Linked DNA regions of Gossypium hirsutum: region 1 is linked to region 2. A link is a contact called in public Hi-C data. All regions are on one chromosome and are shown on one strand. The core of a region is the stretch at or near the end of the contact, and the rest is flanking DNA. Distances in the headings are between cores, read along the strand shown. Region 1 holds the start of LOC107894136 (ethylene-responsive transcription factor ERF119). Region 2 holds the start of LOC107894137.

Region 1 (5,180 bases), core at 1,166-3,665, 280 kb after region 2:
AAAACCTAAATATAAACTAAGATGCTTTGATTTAACTATTAAACAAGCTAAAGTTATGTGTAAAAAGAATGTAAGTAATAGTATAATTCATGACAGATCAAGCACCCGATATCTGGATCCAGTAATTCGGGTCAGGTGGAGGGCGTTACACTAAATGTAGTATATTCATCTTTATACTTGTACTTTTTCAAACAGATTGGTTTAATAAAATTATCTGTAAATTACATTAATACCCTTTATCCATTATCCTCAATGGTTTTTGCATGCAAAGCAAAATGAAAGCAAATATTAGCTTATTGGTTATCTAATATTTAACTAATACTAAGCGATATTATGTGATTGAATCGTAATACGAAAAGACGCCTTATATTAGTAGATGAACCTAAACATATCCTAAGTTTAATCAGAAATGAACAAGTTGATTGAAAGCCTAATAAGCCATCTATCAAGTCCAATTGGGGAGATGAAATAAAAAAAAAACAATGATGACTCCATAGATACGTGGAAAGGAAGGAAGCCTTCTATGAAATATTTCCATATTTTTTGAAGTCCCATTTACATTTTAAGAGATCGAGTGTATCAAGAGAAGTTTGATACAATAAGTGATGAAGGAAATTTTTTTTAGGGCTACTCCAACAACAGGAAGACTTATAGGGTCAATAACAAGCATACTTAAAGAATGATGAAATCCATTAACAGTGTCGTTAAAGATAGATCCACCAATATGACCAATGAAGATGAAAGTGTGACTCAAGCAAATATAGAAGCAATTGCACCTGCTCCTGATGCTAATGCTATATCACAAGAACTAATTGCAAAAGAACAAGTTGGTGATAATATTTAAGGGAATGATAATTAAATAGAGGTTCTTTCCCAATCCCAACCATCATCAAAGATAAAATTTAAGTTTAAAAATTAAAATGAAAAAAAATAATCTAATTTCAAAATTAATATAAACAAAAAATCAAAGATGAAAGTAGGATATTTTAATTTAGGAATTAAATTATACTTTATTGCTTTATTTTGTTATTTGATTTATGTTATCTCAGTTATAACTATTTTATGTTTTAATGTTATAAAAAAAATTCTATTTCATATTTAAATATTATTACGTGTTAATAAATTTATTAATAATTAATATATCCGTGCATGCAATTGTCATAAATGTAGATAATATAAATATTATATAAATATAAAAAAATTAAGAGAAAAATTATATAAAATTGTGATTTCACGTCATTTTTCTTTTAGTTTTCAATTTTTTCTTGTTAAAAAATTTAAATCCAACTAAAAATATTAAAATTCAGAAAAAAATCTAATTTATCATTCTCTTATTAAAAAAAAACATGAAATCATAATTTTATACTATAATTTATCAAAATCTAACTAGAATACCGAACTTTTCCGTAGAAAACATTTTTAATTTAAGGTGGAAAAGGAATTAAGAAAAGTCAAAGAATGTTAGAAGTAGAGGTGTTCATGGGTCGGGCCGGGCCGGGTTCGGGTCGGGCTCAACTAAAAAAATCATGCCCATTTATTGGGCTCGGACCGGGTCGGGCCCAAAAATGAGCCTAAAATTTTGTCCATGCTTTACCTGAATAAAAATACTAAAATCCGGGCCCGGCCCGGCCTAGCCCGCCTATATTAATTTTTTTATATTATTTTTAAATATATATAATACATTAAAAATACTAAAAATATCAAAATAAATATTTCTCAACAAATTGAAAATAACTTTTGAAAAATATGTAAATTTAAATAACACTAAGACAAATGCAACTTAAGAAGCAAATACTTCTAAAATAATAAAAAAATTAACAAATGCCTTTAAAATAATAAGAAAATTAACAATAAAATAAATTTTATACAATATCCAAACAATAACAACAAAATAATAGCAACATAATAGTAAAATGGTAGCAAAATATAGAGAAAATAACAAGAAAATAACATTCAAAAATAAAAAAAATATGCAGATTTTTTTTGTCCTTTAATAAATTCAGGCCCGACCAAGCGGGACCCAGGCTAAAAATACTTTACCCGAGGCCCGATCTATTTTTTAAACGGGTCTTATTTTTTTATTTAAACCAATTTTTCAGACTTGTATTTTTTTTCTAAACCTTCTCATATTTCGGGTAAGTTTTCGGGCTGGGTCGGATAGCCCGGTCCATACACACCTCTAGTAAGAAGGTTAGAAAAAAACAGTGGGCAGTGGTTAGTGGCAACATTGTGATTTAAAGCGCCAATAACAATCCTTCACTGTACCGTAGTACGTTGAAACTCGCGGCGCTTCGGTTACTAAAATAAAGCTGCCAACATTAGTCAGTCTATACACACTTCCTTTCTTAACGCGTGAAGTCAACACGCCATCAAACCTCGTACAAATAAAAAAATTGGGGCAGTGAAACATGAGATACGTATGACATGGTAAGATCGGTAATCCAATGGTCATGCATAATGTATCTGCATGACAGCTCACTTCCATAAATAAAATAAAAATTCTCTTCACCACCGGTGTTTTGAGTGCTTGGGGAAAGGTGAATGGCCTTTGAGACTGAAGAAGACACGGCGAGAGTAGAATAAAAACAAATAACAAAATCCAGAGTCAGTTCACTGTCCACTGGAGGGAAAGAGAGAGACCTCAACAGGTAACGATTAGGAAATTGGAAATAGCCTTTTGGGTTTTCGATTATTAAATAAATAATATGTATTCCATGACATCTTTTCCTGAACTTTCTCCTTCCATAGAGATAGATTTGTGTCTGTAACCATCGCTGGTCGGTTAAAGTATATATTTTTTACTCTGGTGTTTCTCTACCTTGTATGCTTTTTTGTCTTGTTATGGAGAAAGGAAAATCAGATCCGTACGTTTGTAGTCTCACTTTTTCTTTTTTCTTATGCTATGTCTAGCAGTGTCTAAGACGATCTTTTGGTTTTGGTTTCTCCGAGAAGGTTTGGAAGGGAGAGAGAGCTTTTTGTCACTGATGAGATATTGTTGACTGGTTCTCCGGTGGTGGCTTTTGTTGCGCTTTTGGGAGTTGAGGGAGGCTGATTAGCGGATTTATGTCGACTGAGTTTGATTTGGCTTTGATTTGGGCTCGGTTGCAGCTCTGCTTTTCTTCTTCTACAGTTTTCTGTTCTCACTTGTTCATCAAAGCTTCTTTGGCTCTCTGCTTCTACAGGCAGAGACTGAATCTTGTTCACCCGATTGTTTCGATGCGTTTAAGACCAAAAAAGTATGTCATCAATCATTTCGATTTTTAATTGGTTCTTTGGTTTCTTCAGTGTTCTGATTTGAAAATTTACTGTTTATTTTATTTGCAGGACTTGTTCTGGAGTAGGGTGTTTTGGTGGTTTTCACATAAAACAACGATTTTTCTATCTTCTCTTGTTTCTGAGAGGGGCTTATACTTTATACTGCTTTGATAGTCTCAGATTTTTGTTCTCCCTCTCCTCTTGATTTTGTTCTCGTATTTTAAGGGTAGTTCTTGGGGGGGGGGGGTTTAGTTGAGATTTTTATCCAGTTTTGTCGATAAAAATGCCAGAACCTCGAAAAGAAGCCTCTAATAAAAATAAATTATACAAAAAGTCCAAGAAAACCCAACCAATATTGAGTGAAGACACCCAAATGACTAGAAAAGTTCGTGTTATATTTCATGACCCTTATGCCACTGATTCATCTTCTAGTGAAGATGAATCTGAGAGGACTATTACTAGGAAGGCCCCGAGGGGAAAGCTTGTTGTTCGTGAAGTTGGAGTTCCTATTTTAGGGTTGGTTTCCCACTCAAAACCCTTGGAGTTTGAGGCTTCTTCTCAAGACAGTAACTGTAAAACCCCAACCAGAAGAAAAAGAGTTTTGGATACAACCCTTGACGACAATGCTCTTGTGGTTGAAGCCAAAAGACCTGTTGGCGTTCGTCGAAGGAAGTGGGGCAAATGGGCTGCTGAGATTAGGCACCCACTGGAGAAAACCAGGATTTGGTTGGGAACTTTCGATACCCTTGAAGATGCCGCTGAGGCATATGATGCTAAAAAGCTCGAATTCGGGGCTTTGGCTGTTGCTGCTGCTGCTGCTGCAGCTACTGCTTCCTCCGATAAAACCTATGACATTTCTTGTTCTGCTTCTACTTCTCACACTAGCAATTCTGTTGCTTCAGTATCTGAAGAGTCTGTGAGCCCTTCATCCCATACTACGCCTTCATCAGTGCTCGAATTGGATACTTCTGCATCTGTTGCATTCTTTAACAGCAACCATGATTCTGGGGATGCGAACACAGAAGGGTTTGATGCTAACTTTGCCAATTTAGTGATTCCTGATTTATGTTTCATTGATGATCCACTGTTGTGTGGATCAGTTGGACAAGAGCTGAACTTAGATGAAGAGCAATCCGATTATCTTTTTGTCAATGATTCTGGGGTGATTTTGGAGGATTATTGTAGCATCGAAGACGTGAGCATTTGTGGGATCGAAGGAGATGAACCCAGTGAACTTCCTGATTGTGATTTCAGCACTGATGACTTCGATTTTTGCAAAAAAGTAGCCCACCTCAACATTTTGTGCCCATAAGTTTTGCCGTTAGGTAATAGTAGTAATGGTTTAATAATATAAACCTGGTTGTCATGAGTTATTAGTCAAAGTTGGAAGGTTCTTGGGGGACTCTCCAAGATGGGTTATTGGGTAGTTCAATTTTTGTGAGTGAGTCGAAATGATTTGTTTGGTGAGTTGAGAGGAATGAGTGACGAAAAATCCTTTGGGTTTTCTTGTGCTAAAGAGCCATCCAAGGGATTAATCTATCTGAGAGAAGTGTTTTAATTTTTGGTTGCTCATCCTCACATGTTAAAACTACTATATTTGTCTATTTGCAGCGAACGAAGTTTTATTTTCTATTAATTCTACCTTGGTAGATTTATTTCTTGTGCTTGAGATGAATCATGAATGCGATTGAAGTAAATTAATTTTGACGAGGGACCTTGTCTAATAAGTTGCAGTTGGACTAGTACTTGTATGAAGGCCGGTTCCATTTTTTTCATGAACTGGTGGGAATATTCTAACTTGGGATTGGTTTGTTTGATTGTCGGTCTTTTGCTGTTTATTTTCCGTCAAATGTGGAGACTGGAAAGTTGCGCTTGGATTATTTCTTTAAATAATTTGCATTATAAAATACGAATAAAATAAATAT
Region 2 (5,700 bases), core at 9-2,508:
CATAATAAAAACTATACAACTCAAATAAAACTATCAATAAATAATCCTAAGCAATCTTTTAAAAAAATTTTGATAATATCATCTAAAAAGGACGGAATTTGAAAGCCAAAAACCCAAAACTACACCCAAAACGAAAATTGAAGTACACAAACCCCAAAAGGAAGGTTGATATTTATTAAAGAAAAATATTTTCCCTCACATTTTTTTGTTTTTCTTTTCTGACTTGCAACACACTTTTTTGTTTTAGCAACCTTATACGAAAGGCACACGTAGAAGTGGGCTCCCACATAGTGGGACCACACACAGCACAACGCCCTTATCAAAGTCGAGAATCTATTATTAGTATCTGATTCAGGTCTGAGGGAAACTAAAATTGTATTCCTCATCCACCATTTTTATTCTTCTTTTCATTTTCTACTCATGAAAAAAGGGAAACCACTTCAATTTGTTACTAAGCTATGGAGCGAAAACATCATTCATTCCATTAAAACGTATCTTTTCATTTCAAATTTCTAATCCTGATTGTACATTTAACTTCTTTTAATCAAATACTAAAAAATACTGAGACAAACCCAAAAAGATTTAATGAATTTACAGATCGGCTATGCCTTGTCTTCCTTTGAAACCCCCCAACTATGTTTGGTTTCGTTAGGTTTAATTTTGCCTTTTTCCTTTGTTTTTAGGTTGAATTTTTATTCCGCCGACAGAGTTTCCGGCCGCCACAACAATGCAGAAAACTCAGACGAATCGTAATAGACATCGGGATATTCGAACAATCCGCCATACGTCACATGGCCACCCCCGTAGTTATCTCCGATTCCGAACCCGAACAAGTCAAAGTTAGGGATCTGATCCCCAAATTCCAATAACTCACCGGTTCCTGACGAGTCAGTGTCGAGTCTCAGCAACTCAGTAACCTCGCTCCTTATTTCGTCACTTGAAGTTGTGGTAGCCATAGGAGGAGGTAAACCAAGATCATCATCGGAAGCCTCCAAAAGGTAAACAAGATCCGGTTGAGGTTCGCTGGAATCTGATTTCGGATTCAACAGCGGCTCCTTTGCATTTGAAGTTGATGACGCTGCCAATATCTCCTCTTCGAAACTCTTAATAACCAATGCGAGGTCTTGGTTAACAGGCAAAGAATCAGAGTCCTCAAGGAGATCTAATAAATCGTCTCTGAGTCTCTTCACCATAGGTGAGTCTAGGTCAGACTCGGCCGAGTCACCTCTAACTCGCTTCTTGCTGTTTGAATCTTCCATGCCGTGGGTATGAATTTTACTTTATATTATTTTCGTAGAGAGTATTTGAAAGAAGAGTCGCGAATGAGCGAACTCGAGGTGAGGTGAGGGGAGAAGGGGGACACTATTATATACAATGAGACCGAAGTAGAGACAGAAAAGAGAGAGCGTGAGTAATGATGGAGATGCAGGCGCGTTGGAGGAGAATATTCTTAGGTCATAATGGAGTTTCTTTTATTGTTTTTCTTAGTAATTTTTTGGGTTCCTTAATAAAGGCGGTCGTCTAGAACGGTTTCCAAAATGGAAATTTTGGGGATTTGAATGCCGTGGTCAGAAGGGACCCACCAGTAGCCCAGTCAATCACAATATCAACCCTCGGGTTTGGTTTTGCCGCCTTGTTTCTTCTCCATTTCGTTTTTGCATAATTATTTTTTTAGCTTTCCAAATTTATATTTTAGTTTTTTAATTTAATTTTTCTGTCTTTTTTTAGATGTTATATTTTTTTTGAGTAAACGGACTGGATATTTATTAAAGCATAAAAACAGACCAAAAAAAAACATTAAATTAGTTCTCAAAAATCACTGGAATTAATCCTAAAAGAGAAATAATCAAAACTAAATGTAAAGAGTAGGCGGCCAACAATGTAATAACAGAAAAAGGCCTAGAAAACAAAAAACAAAAAATAAAGAAAAAGGAAACCTAATTCCTAATCCAGTCAACATCAACAGTTGGACTCCATAAATTTGTTGCCTCTTCACATCTCTGTCCCAGCAGTTCAAACCACAATAGTTTCCAAAATTTTTTTTTCTTCTGCAATCTATTTTCTTTGTAGTTCTTCCATGAAACCGCCTCAATCTAGGTGTCTCGGTCATCTTTCTTCCAGTGCACGACAGACGTAATCCGGTACAGCTCCCACAAGTACTTTCCCTCTCCATTTTTCAACACTTCGTGCACAAGATTATGGGCACATTCATTTTCTGATCTATGAACTAGAAATCAATTTCTTCAAAATGGACCTTTTTGCTTTGAATATCTCTAATAACTGTTCTTGAATCCCCCATAATTTCTAATGAATTAAATCCCATTGAGATTCTTAATTGAACAACTTGCAAACCTGCATGTGCTTCTGCCGCAAACGGAGATGAGATTGCGCTATGTATGACTATCTTCGAGGCTAAAATCTTGCCCATCAAGCCCCGAACCACCAGTCTTGAAGCCAATTTGGAAGATCGTCTGTCAAAGGCTGTATCAAAATAAATTGTCACCCTCATATTTCCTTCAAGTTGTCTGTGCCCTCTATCAACACTTAAGGTAAGTGGCTTCTCCTCCAGACCATTTAACTCTACCATATGACTTTGGATTCGTTTCGAAAAATCCCTTTTCGCCATGATTTTTCCTTCATGTATTAACTGATTTCTTGAAATCTAGATTAACCATAATGCACAACAAAAGAGTCGACATTGTTTACTAGTACCTATATTGAATACCCAAATAAGCCACTCCCAAATACTTTGAATCATATTATTAAAAATCCAAAAAAGATTTAAGTTCTGCCATACCTCTATTGTTGTAGGGCAGTGTCGAAAAATGTGATTGCTGTCCTCTTCCGAACTGCGACACCGGGGACAAGAAACATTCACTAACACTCTTTTATGCCTGAAATTTATTAGAGTAGGAATATAGTTCCAAGAGATTTTCTATATAGTAATTGTAATTTTTGAAGGAAGATGTAAATTCCATAGTTTCTTGTAAAAATCCTTAATCTCGGTTTGTATTAAATTATCACTAAGACCCAAATTAGTTTATTGTAATAGTTTATGACGCTTTTGACTGAGAATTCGCCAGAAGGTTCTCCTCTCCAAACTTGGAAATCGTCTTGTGCTGCTTTCACCAAATGAATTTGCAAAATTTTCTGTGGAATGTCCGCATGAAAGGTATTAGCGATTAAGTCAGCCTTCCAAGTTTTATTTCTAGCATCAATTAGATCCGAAACTAACTTGAGTTCTTCATTATTGCTAATGTTGCTTAATCTATTTGCATCGACTTCCGGTATCCACAGATCATCCCAAACAGATATTTGAACCCCCTACCAACCCTTTAGCACAATCCACTTTTTAAAAGACCCTTTGCTGCCCAAACACTCTTCCAGATGAACAAAGGTAAATTCCCTAACTGTGCATTAATAAAATTCAAATTTGGATAGTATTTGGTTTTCAAAACTCTAACTAACATAGAATTTGTAAAATTAACAAGACGCCAACCTTGCTTGGCTAATAACGCAAAATTAAATTGTCCAAGATTTCAGAACCCCAAACCACTATTTTCTTTTAAGGTACAAAGATCCCTCCAAACACACCAGTGAATACCCTGCTTGCCACGACCCTTTTGCCCCCAGAAATTTGCAATAATACTCTCCAGGTCAACACATAATGACTTAGGTAGTTAAAAACAAGCTATTGTATAGGTTTTTATAAACTGAAGAATAACCTTTATGAACACTTCTTTCCCACCTTGAGATAGATGCCTAACACTTCAATTATCAATTTGCTACTTAAATCTATCCTTTAAAGTTTGGAAAGATGATTTTTTCCTTCTACCCACCATGTTGGGAAAGCCAAGATAATGTTCTAGGTCATTTGAACGGCGCACACCAAGTATACTAGCAACCATTCTTCTTTCTTCCTCCTGCGTATTAGTACTGAAAAAGATGGTAGATTTGTCATAATTGACACACTAGGCTGAACAATTTCCATATATGAGCAAAATTCTCTTTAATAAATGAGCTCCTCTGTTTGTTGCCTCCTCAAACAAAATACATTCATCTACAAATATCAAATGTGAGACCTGTGGACCACTTCTACTGGCCTTAACCCCTCTCAATAATCCTTCCCTCATTGCAAGTCGCATAAGACTAGATAAGCCATCTCCACATATTAAAAATAGAAATGGGCTCAAAGGATCACCCTGTCTTAGTCTTCTAGTTAGACGAAACTTTTCTCCCACATGACCATTAAAGGCCACTGAATAAGAAACTGTGGACACACATTTCATGAGAGATTCAATCCAGCCTGGATCAAAACCCATTCACATTATCATTTCCTTAACAAAGCTTCATTCAACCCTATCATACGCTTTACTCAAGTCAAGTTTCACCGCCATAAACCCCTTTTTCCTTATCTTCTTCTATTTTAAGGTATGTAAAATTTTATAAGCCAACAAAATATTATCCGAAATTAACCTCCAGGGCACAAAAGTGCTCTGTGCAATATCAATGCATTTTTCTAACACTTCTCTAAAGCGATTTGCTATAACCTAATTGCAATTAGTTTATAAAGTACGTTGCATAAACTAATGGGCCAAAAAAGAGTAATATTGGAAGGATTGACCATTTTAGGAATTAACACAATATGAGTAGCATTAATTCAACTAACATCCATACCTCCATTCAAAAGTAGTAGGCAAAAGGATGTGACATCTTCCCCAATGACATGCCAACACTTCTGATAAAATAAAGGAGGGAATCCATATTCACCTGGTGCTTTTGTAGGCCCCATTTCAAAAAGCACCAAATGAATCTCCTCCTTTGTATATCTTGTCGTGAGCCATTAATTGTCCTTCTAAAAGATAGAACGATCAATACCCAAAAAAAGATGGTCATAATTTCCCCTCTTACCAACCGAAAATAAATTCTAGAAATAAGATCTAGCAATTACTTCTATTTCCCGTATGACCTCTCTTTCCCTTCCATCCTCATGTTACATTTTACGAATGAAATTTCTTCTCCGTGGTTGTGTCTTTGACTATGGAAGAATGATGTATTCCTATCCCCAAGTTTCAGCCAATTCACTCGAGCCCTTTATTCCCAATAAAGTTCATCCTTTCCAATCTCAAAATTAAGTTGAATCTTTGTATCAATAATTTCAGACAAATTATTATCATCCCTTTCAGCGTCCATAAGCTCTAACAGTCTTGAGGTTAAAAATTTCTTTTTCCTTTTTCTGTTTTGTCGTATTCGAGCAGCCCATCTCTCCAAACCTTTTTTTTAAGCTTTTTAGCTTTTGCAACAAATATCCTATTTACCTTTCCCAAATGTGTTTGACTTCGGCAGTGAACGATTCCTCCAAAACCCACCAAACTTCAAACTTAAACTTTCTTCCAGTCAACCAGTTGTCTTCCCTTTTCGTAATAATTAAAAGTGGACAATGATCCGAAAAAGAATGCAAAAGATGTTGAATTGATACTTCAGGAAACATAGACATCCATTCCTCAATAGCCACTCATCTATCCAAACGTTTTTAGATGTTCGTTTCTGGCAAATTGTCTATTTCCCATGTGAACCAATTTTCAGAATAACCCACATTCATCTGATGACAATCCTCCAGCACATTTTGAAACACTTCCATCCTTCTTTCATCTCGAGGTAACCCTCTTTTTTTCTCAACACCATACATAATTTCGTTAA

What was found. Hi-C and Micro-C count contacts between places; a contact is called where the count stands out from the background.
Region 1: a Hi-C map of leaf shows a contact between it and region 2, with 2.6 times the contacts expected there. The contact joins the promoter of LOC107894136 here to the promoter of LOC107894137 in region 2. A contact is called at or near these places in 2 of 34 Hi-C or Micro-C datasets (both in leaf).

What each region holds. Positions count from the first base shown.
Region 1 is chrA13:11,524,184-11,529,363 of Gossypium_hirsutum_v2.1, forward strand. It overlaps LOC107894136 (ethylene-responsive transcription factor ERF119), which reads left to right and starts at 2,416. Exons shown (of 3, transcript XM_016819355.2): 1 at 2,416-2,648; 2 at 2,953-3,236; 3 at 3,325-4,885. The coding sequence starts at 3,539. The coding sequence ends at 4,567.
Region 2 is chrA13:11,249,524-11,255,223 of Gossypium_hirsutum_v2.1, forward strand. LOC107894137 reads right to left here and starts at 1,259. Exons shown (of 1, transcript XM_016819356.2): 1 at 693-1,259. The coding sequence starts at 1,259. The coding sequence ends at 693.